Regions from separate parts of the Sus scrofa genome. Here all the other regions are linked to region 3. A link is a contact called in public Hi-C and HiChIP or PLAC-seq data. All regions are on one chromosome and are shown on one strand. Each heading gives the region's core, a stretch centred on a gene start, on an enhancer-like site or on the middle of the called end of the contact. The rest is flanking DNA. Distances are from core to core; before and after follow the strand shown.

Region 1 (3,954 bases), core at 118-2,617, 510 kb after region 3:
CAAGATATTTGGGACGGAAAATTGTTGGGCCTTGGTGCTTGAGAGACAGCAAAAAATGACCTGGGTTTTAATTTTGGGCAGTTGGTAGATGCGCTGCATAAGAGAAATTAGTTTGCAGATGGGGGAATTTTGTTAAGTTTGTTTTTTGACATGTCGACTTAAGGAGCCAGGCGGAATTTCAAGTGAAAAGTTTAATAAGAAAACTGGAAGCAAAAGGCTGAAACCATATAGAGTTAAAGCAGAAGAAAGAATTTATTGGTTAGAAGCATGTAGAGGAACATAAAGCCCCAAGAGTGGCTTAGATTGCCTGGGAAAAGTACATAGAAAGAGAAGAGAGATCATGAAAGATCCTTGAAGAACACACTAAGGTGGAAGTGGAGAAAAAGAAGCATGAAATACATATGTGGTATATTTGCCAAACCTGACCTCAAGCATGAACAAATAGGCTGAAGACTATATCCGTCATGAATAGATTTTTACTTACTAAATTTATTTTTTTTTTTACTTACTAAAAATTATCCTAGGGAAAGGAGTATTGAACTCAACTAGCTTTGGGGTAAAGAGACAACAGATACAAAAGTCATGAATTGGCATGACATTTAGCCATGTCCCATTTTGCTAGGCATAGAGTCAATTTCATTATTTTAACTAAACAGATCCTTAATCATGATAGGTGGAATGGCAGAGATGTATTCTCTACCTGTGTGTAGCTGTTTACATTTGCCACCATCCACAGCCCTTGCAGGTGGTAGTGGGAGGAGGCCAATAATTACCTCTGCTCAGTAACCTCTTGTTCTTGCTTGAATAGAGTCAAGACCCTGCATCTAATCAAAACAAAGAGGCTTCAATTGGGGGTTCCAACTAACAACATTTTTCTTTTGCTAGGGTCTTGTGTAATAAAAGTAAAGTTATTCTTAAATTAGAAAATTCTACCATGGAAGCTCTATTGCATATTGACTTTAGTCTCTGCAGATGTTTATTTGCATTTCCAAGATTTGAAGATGACTTGCAGCTTGTCTGTAATCCCAGACAGGTTTCCTAGGCCATGAATAGGGAGGTAAGTCTCTGGGCTTCTCTCCCCACTTCCCCAGTTGCTAAGTTCACCCTGTGCTGGGATGGACTCTGTGTCTTTCCAGTGCGAGCTTTGAGCCTCTGGAGGGAAAGACTTTTAATTGAATATCCAGTGCTGTTCCAAACTGCTCTGACATTCCCATAATTCCTTTTGCACAAAGAACTGAACTCTACTTCATAAACGTTATCCCACACAAAAGAGAAAGCTATTACTTTGTGCATTCCTATCTACCCTGTGAAGAAATGGAACAGCTTCCAAATAAAGCCAGGCAGTGTGTCCTACAAGAGGGAGTATTTGCTGGGACCACAAATGACTTGAATAGGTGAGTCAGGAAATTAGCCACCCACTCACTGCTAAGCTTAGAGCTTAAAAAAAACCCTCATTTAATTAGCTTGCTGGCAGGGCTCAATCTCACATACAATGTCCAAGACTCTCTGTGGCACTCTCCCAGCAGAGAATTTCTTAGAACAGCTGTGGACATGCTCACACGTCTCTGCTTGCACCTTGCTGGGTTTTAAGGAAAACCCACGCTGGAGGCTGGGCTGAAAAGCAATGCCTAGTTAGACAGTATGAAGAGAACATTCCAGACCTCGTGTAGATAGGAAGGGGAGAAGACACAAACCAATTTCTTTCTTTTCTTTTTAGGGCCATACCCACGGCACATGGAGGTTCCCAGGGATAGGGTCTATTTGGAGCTACAGCTGCTGGTCTACACCACAGTCACAGCAAAGCCAGATAGGAACTGCGTCTGCAACCACAGCTCACAGCAACGCTGGATCCTTAACCCACTGAGTGAGGCCAGCGATCAAACCTGCATTCTCAGGATACTAGTCAGATTTGTTTCCACTGAGCTACAGTGGAAACTCCCCAAACCAATTTCTTAAGCCTATGATTTTATCAGGGGAATTAGTCATTTTTGACTTTGTCATATTTTAGCTATACTCATTGCTTAGTGGCAGATTCTAATGCTCCGCCTGGGGCTTGGGGTTGCTTCCCCACACACCCCCTTCCAATCTGACTTTTTAGCTGGAGAAAAATCCAATTTGTCTCCCAAAATGGTAGTAAGGAATATAAGTGCATATAACCTTATGCTCAAATACACACACACACACACACACACACACACACACAACTACCCCCAGGTAAAGTGATGGATGGCTAAGAAATGCCATTGAATCACTGGAGATATCTGAAAAAAATAGTTGCAGCAGTCAAACAGCAAGGAGTTGTGGGGGGAATGAATGAGGCAGTGGTGTGGATAGCACTTCTGAGAAGCTGGTGATAGAGGGAAACCTATGGAGTTTAGAACCAAGTGAGGCTTTCCCCTTGATTTCTACTATTTACAGGTTGGGCAGAATAAGCAGAAAGAGAAGGTGAAGACAGAGGAAAAAGAAAGGAACCTCATTATAGCATCAAAAACTAATATTTTCTCATTTCAGATGTAAAAACCATACCTGGAGATAAAAATTCAGATAACTGCCTGATCCCATCAGTATCTCAATGTGTTGACTCCTAAATAATGCTTTGCCTTTTTTTTTTTTTTTTTTTTTTTTTTTACTGCTAGCTGTTAAACTCACCATTTTCCTAATGCTTTTTCAGTCTTTCAGTCACAGCTAAGTCTTCAGGGTGATTTAGTGACAGTCCCTTCACTAGAATCTCCGTTAGAAGCTCTCTGACTCATATATTCTTGGTGTTTTACAATGAATTTAAATTTCAAATGATATTTTAATGCAGTAGCTCTCAGTAACCTGGCACAAGATCTGCCTAGGTCTATGGACAACACCACACAATAGTTCCTACTCCTGTTGCTCTAAGTTGCCACTCAGTCTTGTCAAAATGCTGGCTCTCCCTGGAGAATGCTCTCTGTGGTTTTCTGTGCAAATCAGTATGTATGACACTTGTCCCTGACACAGGGAGAATCAAAAATGTCCCTGGCTTGTGAAGCTGAATCGTGTCAGGTCTGACAGTTGGAGAACTCGGGGATTCTCATAAACAAGATAGCATTTTTCCATTTCTAAGAATGATTATTGGGGAAAAATTAGGATTTTTTTTTCTTCTAGTAATTCCTGTATAAGAAACTCTCCAGCAACTTGTTCTACTTCTCTGAAATATTGTGCAGAGTGAGATTTCAAGGAAAACCTTCCAAAATAGTTGTGGTATCCTAGTACAAGCTGGAATACTTGAATTATTTTGAGCCTATACCTTCTCAGTGAAGACTTGGCAGCAGAAGCAGTACGTGTATTGGTTTTGCCAGTCAAGCTTTGCCAATCATATCCTAGAAATACAACTAGAAAAATTAACCCTTCTGAAATAGGTCAAAGAAAACAATGCCAGATCTAGAAAGGTAACCACTGGATATTACTTTGTTGCGGCATTCTAAATTATAAGTTATATAAACCATCATGAATGATTTAGCCCTAAACATTGCAATTTTATTTTGGCCATCAGGATTAGGTGTCATTTTGGTACAGAGTTAGTAGTGGAGAAAATGCTATATGCAAGCACACTATTGCAGCCCTCTTCACCAGGGTCCTTGGGAGAAACAACACCTAGTGCCCCATGGCAATGGTTTCAAAGCATGGTCCAAGAGCCCCTGGGAGTTCCTGAGACCTCTCCAGGGAGATGCCCAAAGTCAAAATCATTTTCAGAAAGATATGACAATGTTACTTGCATTTTTCATTCTTATGATTTCATCTGTGCACAGTGTAATTTTCCAGAGGCTATATGGTATGTGCTAGAGCACTTGAACACAGAAGCAGATGTGAGAATCAGCTGTCTTCTACTATACCACAGATTAAGAACATTTGCAAAGATGTCACTCTTCTCGATAATTTTTTTTTTGTTTTGGAAATAAATTTGTTTTTTGTAAAAATGTGTCATTT
Region 2 (3,859 bases), core at 821-3,320, 620 kb after region 3:
CATACATTAAAACATATTTTATGGCCATAATAATTAAGATAGTGAGGTACAGATGCTTTTAAAAGAAGCAATGGATAAATTAGAATACACCAATCAGGAATAGATCCAAATAAAACTATAAATATGGTATATGACAAGTATAGAATTTAATATAAGTAAAAGAGACGTATTGTTCAACCAATGCTATAGGAATAAAGGGGTAACTATCTTATGTGTGGAGGCTGGCTGGAAGGAAGATAAAGTTAGAGACTTACATCATAACTATTATGTCAGAAATTGAAGACAGACCAAATAGTTACTACAAACACAAACAGACATGGAAGCACTTGAATTAAACAAGGAAAAAAATTTTAAATAACATTTAGACAAGAGAAAGCCTTTGTGATAATGACCTAAACCCCACAAAATAAAGTATTGATAACATCAACTGTATGGGTGTGGGGGGGAAACCTATCATAAACAAATAACAAAAATATTTGCAACTCACATCACAGCAGACTAATCTTGATGTACAGAGAGCTCCTATGACTCAATAAAAGACAAAACAGATAAAAGTTATGAAGAAGATGAGTCACTGAAAGGAAATATAAATGGATCTCAAACAAATTTTTTTTTCTTTGTCTTTTTGTGTTTTTTTTTTTTTCTTAAGCCAATCCCGCGGCATATGGAGGTTCCCAGGCTAGGGGTCGAATCAGAGCTATAGCCACCAGCCTATGCCAGAGAGCCACAGCAATGCAAGATCCGAGCTGCGTCTGCGACCTACACCACAGCTCACGGCAACGCTGGATCGTTAACCCACTGAGCAAGGGCAGGGACCGAACCCGCAACCTCATGGTTCCTAGTCGGATTCATTAACCACTGCGCCACGACGGGAACTCCGGATCTTAAACAAATTTAAAGATGCTCAGCCCTATTCACAATGAGAAATGTTAATATTTTTACCTATCAAAATGGCAAAGATCAGATCAAAAGGTCTATAGAATGGAAAAGGCCTCACCCATTATGTTCCACCTGGAGCCCTGATTCCAAGCACACATTATGTAATATTCCAGCTTGAACCTCTATAACAAAATACAATACACTGGGTTGCTTAAGCAACAGACATTTATTTCTCATAGTTCTAGAGACTGGGGCATCCAAGATCAAGATGCTGGTAGATTCCACTCCTGGTGAGAGCCCTCTTCTTGGCTTGCAGATGGTTGCTTTCTCACTGTGTCCTCATATTGGCAGAGAGAGAACAAGCACTGGTCTCTCTTCTTCTTCTAAGGACGCTAATCCTATCACTGGATCCTATCTTTATGTCATCTTCTAAATTTAATTATCTCCTAAAAGATCCACCTCCAGATACCATCATTTGGTATGGTATCTGGAGGTAGGTCCTTCAGAATACCATGGACCCACATGATAAGGCTTCAACATATGAATTTTGGGAGGGAGACACAAATAGTCCATACATCACAACAATGCAAAGAGGCAAGGGAATCTCATACCAGGCCTGAATTATAATGGCTGAGAGTACCTGTGGGGAACAAGAAAGCAGTATTCTCTATATAGAACCAATGTCCACTGAGTTTCAACCATGTTAAGGAGGAGGTTTTTTGTTTGTTTGTTTTGTTTTGTTTTTGTCTTTTTGCCTTTTCTAGGGCCGCTTCCCTCAGCATATGGAGGTTCCCGGGTTAGGGGTCTAAACGGAGCTGTAGCTGCTGGGCCTACACCAGAGCCACAGCAACACGGGATCTGAGCCATGTCTGCAACCTACACCACAGCTCACAGCAATGCCAGATCCTTAACCCACTGAGCTAGGCCAGGGATCAAACCTGCAACCTCATGGTTCCTAGTCAGATTCGTTAACCACTGAGCCACGATGGGAACTCGAAGGAAGAGGTATTTTTTATGATATTTATTTTCTTCTTATGACATGGGTGGTACTCTGATTCAATCACATATGGTGCATGGTGTGTACCAGAGAAGGGAAGTGAAGCAGTGACTAGATTGCCTTTTCATATTACCACTATCCTTATTAGTTACATACATGTACACACTGACAGACACCCTGACCCTACGGAGAGTTAGGTACCATGGGGGAAAGGCTGACATCTCAAGCTTGAGAATAAAGAGACTGAATGGAAATTTATCCTCTACAATGAACTGTCCCATTTCAGGCTAACTTGTGATTGAAAACCCAGGAAACTCCTTAATTATAACAGGAATTTTATTGACATTGGGATGGACTTAGTTAATAAGACATTATGATTTCTTTTCTATTCTGATTGCCATTCCTTGTCATGTTTTTGGCTGCGAAAGTAGCAGAAACTACTCAGACTCTTTTCTGCTATTGTCATCACTTTTCTGCAACCAGTAGAAGACTTCAACTTCTCTCTTCACTTACCAGAGGGTGGAGAAATGACCACATCCCTTTCCTAAATTAGTAGACAGGAAGAAGCAACCTCCTTTCCAGACTTCCATCCAGTCTGGGCAGCAAAAATAGAAGAGGAAGTGCTCGAGGAGAGCCAGACGGGCTGCTGAGACATAGCTGAGCCTCCAGCATAAGTATATGGGTCCAAGGCTGCTTCAGAGGATCCCCAGAGAGAGAGAGAGAGAGAGAGAGAGAGAGAGAGAGAGAGAGAGAGAGAGAGAGGGAGAGAGAGAGAAAGAGAGTGTGTGTGTGTGTGTGAGAGTGTGTGTGTGTGAGTGTGTGTGTGTGTGTGTGTGTGTGTGTGTGTGTGTGTGTGTGTGTGTGTTGGGGAGGCAGCAGAATGCTTCACATGAATCCCAGAATGGCACACACAAGATTCAGGCTGCTGGCAGCCTTGGTGAGACTTTGCTGCCAAGACACGTAAGATATACAGGTGAAATGTATATCCTGAAGTCCGGCCTATGGTGTCTCTGTGAATGCTAATTGCCCAGATAACATCCAGGAGGCCCCTTACCCCTGATACCCTGGTGTTCCATAGTCTCCTTGGACATGATCCCTGAGAGAGATGCAGTCAGCCACCCAGACAGGATATTAAAGCCTCAAAACAGAAACCCATTTTAGTAATAGGAAAGAGAGTCAAGGAAAATTTATTTCTGGTATACTCAAACTTATGGATTAAAAGACAGTATAATCAAATATAGATATTTGAGAAGAAAGGTTCTAGGTGGAAGGGCTTCAAATTCCAAGTTGAGTCATGTGTAGTTTATTCTATAAGCCCAAGGACTCCATGGTTGTTTCTGAATTTTCTCTCCACCTTGTTGTTACCTGAAGTGGAAGCAGGTTCTGAAAGGAACTGTAGCTCTTAAACCCTACTAATTAAATACTTCAAAAGGCCTTTTCACTTCAAAAGAAGAGTTCTGACCACTATTGTGAAGTGCTAATTAGCAAGCTGACTGGTTGTTCCAAAGTCTAGTTTTCGGAAAATTGTCAGATCAGAGCTGTGACTGGAAACATTAAGAGAGACATTACTGCCCCCAAGAGGTCCTAACCAACAGATTTTGATTTCAGAAGTTTGTCATTAGCTCCTGTAGTTCCAACAGCAAATTCCATGAAAATAAAGTTGATCTTCACTACATTAAATAGTAATACTTTAAAATTATCATTGTTGGAGACCATGGTGGGTTTTGAAGTTTGTTTTGTTCCACTTTTTGTTTTTTTAATTTTGAGTGTGTGCATGGCTCAAATCACTAGCTCTACTGGACCAAGAATTCTTTTTTAGTAGCGGTTGTATATTAATATTCGCTGTAACTACTCATATGCTACTAGTGTTTAAAAACTAGCTCTTTGGGAAGAAAAGCCCTGATTTTATAGCATTTGCCAATTTCTATGATGTAAATATACAAAGGCCAATTTCAAGCTACCAACGCGAAGTCTCTGAAGTAG
Region 3 (3,668 bases), core at 178-2,677:
TTGTAAATAGGGATTAAAAACGTCTGTCTGTCCTGACGCTACTTGAGCAAGCTGCATATAAAATTCCACCTCTACTCTTCTCCTTCTATTTGCATAAAATCTGTCCTAGAACCATCTCACTCTTACATTCTATCAGAACCATGGCGGTGGGGATGTGTGTGGAAATCTGAATTTTACCTACAGCATTATGCATTTTTCTGGCGAACAAGGCCAAGTCAAGGTTTTGAAACATTTTCTACCCGGAAGACTCATATGAATTAAGTCACTTTCTAAGAGTCCTAGCACTCCGAAGATTCTGTTAAGACTCACTGAAGAGTAGTAACGGCGCAAACAATAACATTTTAAATTTAGAAGGACATTCTGGCTGAGAGAGGCTGGCCCATATAGTACAAAGATAAATCTGCAGTAACTTTGTCAACTTCTAAAAACTCTTTTGGGACAGGAGGCAACAAAAACGCCTTACCAAAGGCCGATGAGCTTCAGGACCGGTAGCGATTCGTAGCTCTTCAGCCAAGGGCTCAAGTAAGGTTTAATTACCTGGGTATCTAACTCCTCTCACCGTTCAATTACTACTGTAGACGCTTATAACTGTCTTCATTTCGGGGATGAATTTTAAGCTACGGCTTAGCCTCTTCTGATGAAGGGGGGATGAGAAGAGAGAGAGGGGCGAGGGGGGAGGGACGGAGAGAGAGCGAGAAAGGGAGAGGCAGGGAGAAGAGAGAGGAAGAGAAAGCTGTTCCTTATTAAAAAAAAAGGCGGGGGGGTAATACTTAAACCAACTAAACACGATCTACTAAATATGATCCGACAACGGCGTTTCCTTTAAGGTCAAATCGCTTGATCTCATTTCTAAAACCAAAAAGCAAGACATGTATTTTACGGTAAATTAGAACAGAGTCACCCCTGATGCCCCATCACCCCAGTTCGTTCCCGAGGACATCAGTCACAGCGAACGCATCATCACGAGATGAGATGGGGAGAGCGTCTGCTGGGGGCGTAATAAGACCGAACAGGCTCTCTCCATAGGTGGAGTAAAGCGAGAAGAAGCCCCGCCGGCACACTCCTCCGGAAAACTGAAGCATCTTCTTTAACCTCGGGGTCAGAAAGATTTATTACTTCCTCGGTGAGCGAGAAGCCTCAGGCTAGTTGGAACTGACGAGCGGGGAGTGGGAACCTGAGAGCGACGCTCGGCGTTACCAGAGCTCTCCGGGGCGCGGGTGCGTCCTCAGTTCCCGGAGGGGCCCAGCCGTGCCGACCCGGGGGAAGAGCGGCGTGGGAGGCCGCTGCGGGATTTGTCCAAACTTTATCACCAACTCTTTCCGAGAGCAAAAACGGACGATTGAGCCCGGCAGCGGCGAGCAGAATCCAAGTTTCTCAGAGGTCGGGGCGCCGGAGCGCTCTTAACCCCCGAGTCAGCGCCCTGGCGCTCAGCACACGGACTGCTACGGCCTCCACCGCGCGGATGGCGGCCGGAGCGACGCCGCTATAAATTGGTCCCCGCATCTCCAACCCCCAAGGCGTCGGCGGCGGGAGCCGGGCGCTGAGTCGGGGGCGGGCGCGGGACGCGCGGAGGAGGAGCGCAGCGCGGTGAAAGGGGAGGAGTCCCAAGGATAGACGGTGGCGCGCACCAACCCGGCGCCTGCTGGCAGGAGCCGTGCAGAGGCTGGCCCGAGCGCGTTGCAGCCGCTCGGCGTAGGGAGAGTCGGGTAGCAGCATCCTCCCAGGCGCCGCTTTCGCGCGGCGGTGGCAGCGGCTGCGGCTGGGGCTTTCTCAGTCCGGATTTCTCGTTGGCCCGAAGAGGCTGGTGCCGGGGGGCGGGGCGGGCAAGGGAGCTGCGGACCCCAGCTCTTTTGCTTAGAGCTGTGTGTAGGGGATTTCTGGGCCAGTCGGAGGCTGCGGAGCGGCGGGGGCGCCGGCAATGCCCGCTCGGGCATCCTCTGGGTGATGGAAGAAGCAGCTGCTGCCGCCGCCGCTGCAGGGTCGCACTGCGCCCCATCTACAGCCTTCCGAGAGATGGGAAGATTCGGGGCGCAGAGGCCGAGAGCGAGAGAGGCGGAGCCGCTTTGCCTGGAGCTGGGTCCGGTTTAAGCCCCCTCCCCCCAACTTCCCCCGGCCAGCTTCACCCCCCCGCCCCGAGCGAGGAAGGAAGCTACTGTCCCGAGAGGGCGGCGGCGACGCCGCTGGAGCCGGTCGCAGTGGGCTTAGCGGAGGGCAGAGCAGGGCTCCAGGCCCGTTGAAAGTTTCCCTTCCCCAGCCTCAGGGCGCCTGCTGCCAGGAAACTCTGCCCAGGGCTTGGGCTGCGGATTCCCGCGACCCCCTCGGAGGCAGGGGACCCCGAGCGGAAAACAGCGCTTGAGAAATCGAGGAACGAGTGACAGCAGGACAGACAGCCGGGCCGTGATCCCGGGCCGCTCCGGGGCGCGCCTGCGGCTCCAGGTGAGCTGGGGAGCCAGGCAGACCCGAGGGTGGGCGTTACTTAGGAGGAGGTGGAGGCTGGGGAGGAGGATTGGGGAGCATCGACTTACTCCGCTTCCCCTCGTAGGTCCTTCTCGGAGCCGCTGCCATGGGAGAACCAACCCTAGGCGCCGGGGACCAGCCGCCGCTGCTGCCGTGCCCACCTCGGAGCCGCGGCCCAAGTCCCCGCGTCCGAAGCCGGGCCGCTGCGTCCCCCTCCCGGGTTGCAGGGCCGCCTCCGCCGCGCTGCCGGCCTGGGCTGTGCCTGTGATGAGCCGCAGCCCGCCGCGAGCCCTTCCCGCGGGCGCGCCCCCCCGGTTGCTCCCGGCCGCGCCTGCCGCCGGGCCGCGCGCCCTGCTCCCACCGTGGCCCCGGCGCCCGGGTCGCCGCTGGCCCGCGTCCCCGCTCGGAATGAAGGTGTTCCGCAGGAAGGCACTGGTGCTGTGCGCGGGCTACGCGCTGCTACTGGTGCTCACCATGCTCAACCTCCTGGACTACAAGTGGCACAAGGAGCCGTTGCAGCAGTGCAACCCCGACGGGCCGCTGGGTGCTGCGGCGGCAGGAGGTGCTGGGGGCGGCTGGGGGCGCCCGGGGCCTCCTCCGGCAGTGCCGCCACACGCGCACACCCGCTTGGACCCCCGTACCCCTCATCGCCCTCCCGTTGCAGCCGTCGGGGCGGCTCCGGCAGCCGGGGCGGGGGCTCCGGGGGCCGCAGCCTCTTCGGGTAATGGTACTCGGAGCAGCACCGGGGGCGGCGGCGGGGACAAGAGACAGTTGGTGTACGTGTTCACCACGTGGCGCTCAGGCTCGTCCTTCTTCGGCGAGCTTTTCAACCAGAACCCCGAGGTATTCTTCCTTTATGAACCAGTGTGGCACGTGTGGCAAAAACTGTATCCAGGGGACGCCGTTTCCCTGCAAGGGGCGGCACGGGACATGCTGAGCGCTCTCTATCGCTGCGACCTCTCGGTCTTCCAGCTGTACAGTCCCGCTGGCAGCGGGGGGCGCAACCTCACCACTCTGGGCATTTTTGGAGCAGCCACCAACAAGGTAGTGTGCTCTTCGCCGCTTTGCCCCGCCTACCGCAAGGAGGTCGTGGGACTGGTGGACGATCGCGTGTGCAAGAAGTGCCCACCGCAGCGCCTGGCGCGCTTCGAAGAGGAGTGCCGAAAGTACCGCACGCTGGTCATCAAGGGCGTGCGCGTTTTTGATGTGGC

The links. A called contact is a pair of places that touch in the nucleus more often than the background predicts. HiChIP or PLAC-seq counts read pairs in DNA pulled down with a chosen protein or histone mark.
Region 1: a contact with region 3 is called in a Hi-C map of embryonic fibroblasts, with 2.0 times the contacts expected there. The contact joins the enhancer-like site here to the promoter of CHST2 in region 3. A contact is called at or near these places in 4 of 47 Hi-C or Micro-C datasets (embryonic fibroblasts, fetal heart ventricle, fetal skeletal muscle and 1 more).
Region 2: a contact with region 3 is called in an H3K27ac HiChIP or PLAC-seq map of alveolar macrophages. The contact joins the enhancer-like site here to the promoter of CHST2 in region 3. A contact is called at or near these places in 1 of 5 promoter capture datasets (fetal skeletal muscle), 13 of 47 Hi-C or Micro-C datasets (alveolar macrophages, brain, embryonic fibroblasts and 9 more) and 2 of 2 datasets of contacts at active chromatin or transcription factors (alveolar macrophages and skeletal muscle).

What each region holds. Positions count from the first base shown.
Region 1 is chr13:84,330,469-84,334,422 of Sscrofa11.1, forward strand. All of the region lies in intron 8 of SLC9A9 (sodium/hydrogen exchanger 9), which reads right to left. Among named protein-coding and RNA genes, the nearest start is that of C13H3orf58, 300 kb to the right of the region's middle. Within about 2 kb of position 1,368, at least 5 of the 83 cell types and tissues checked have an H3K27ac peak or open chromatin away from gene starts, as enhancers often do. A contact at or near this core is called in embryonic fibroblasts, where this site is marked.
Region 2 is chr13:84,434,246-84,438,104 of Sscrofa11.1, forward strand. The region is part of intron 7 of SLC9A9 (sodium/hydrogen exchanger 9); the gene reads right to left. Among named protein-coding and RNA genes, the nearest start is that of C13H3orf58, 200 kb to the right of the region's middle. Within about 2 kb of position 2,071, at least 10 of the 83 cell types and tissues checked have an H3K27ac peak or open chromatin away from gene starts, as enhancers often do. A contact at or near this core is called in alveolar macrophages and retroperitoneal adipose tissue, where this site is marked.
Region 3 is chr13:83,817,225-83,820,892 of Sscrofa11.1, forward strand. It overlaps CHST2 (carbohydrate sulfotransferase 2), which reads left to right and starts at 1,428. Exons shown (of 2, transcript XM_003358597.4): 1 at 1,428-2,436; 2 at 2,543-3,668. The coding sequence starts at 2,725.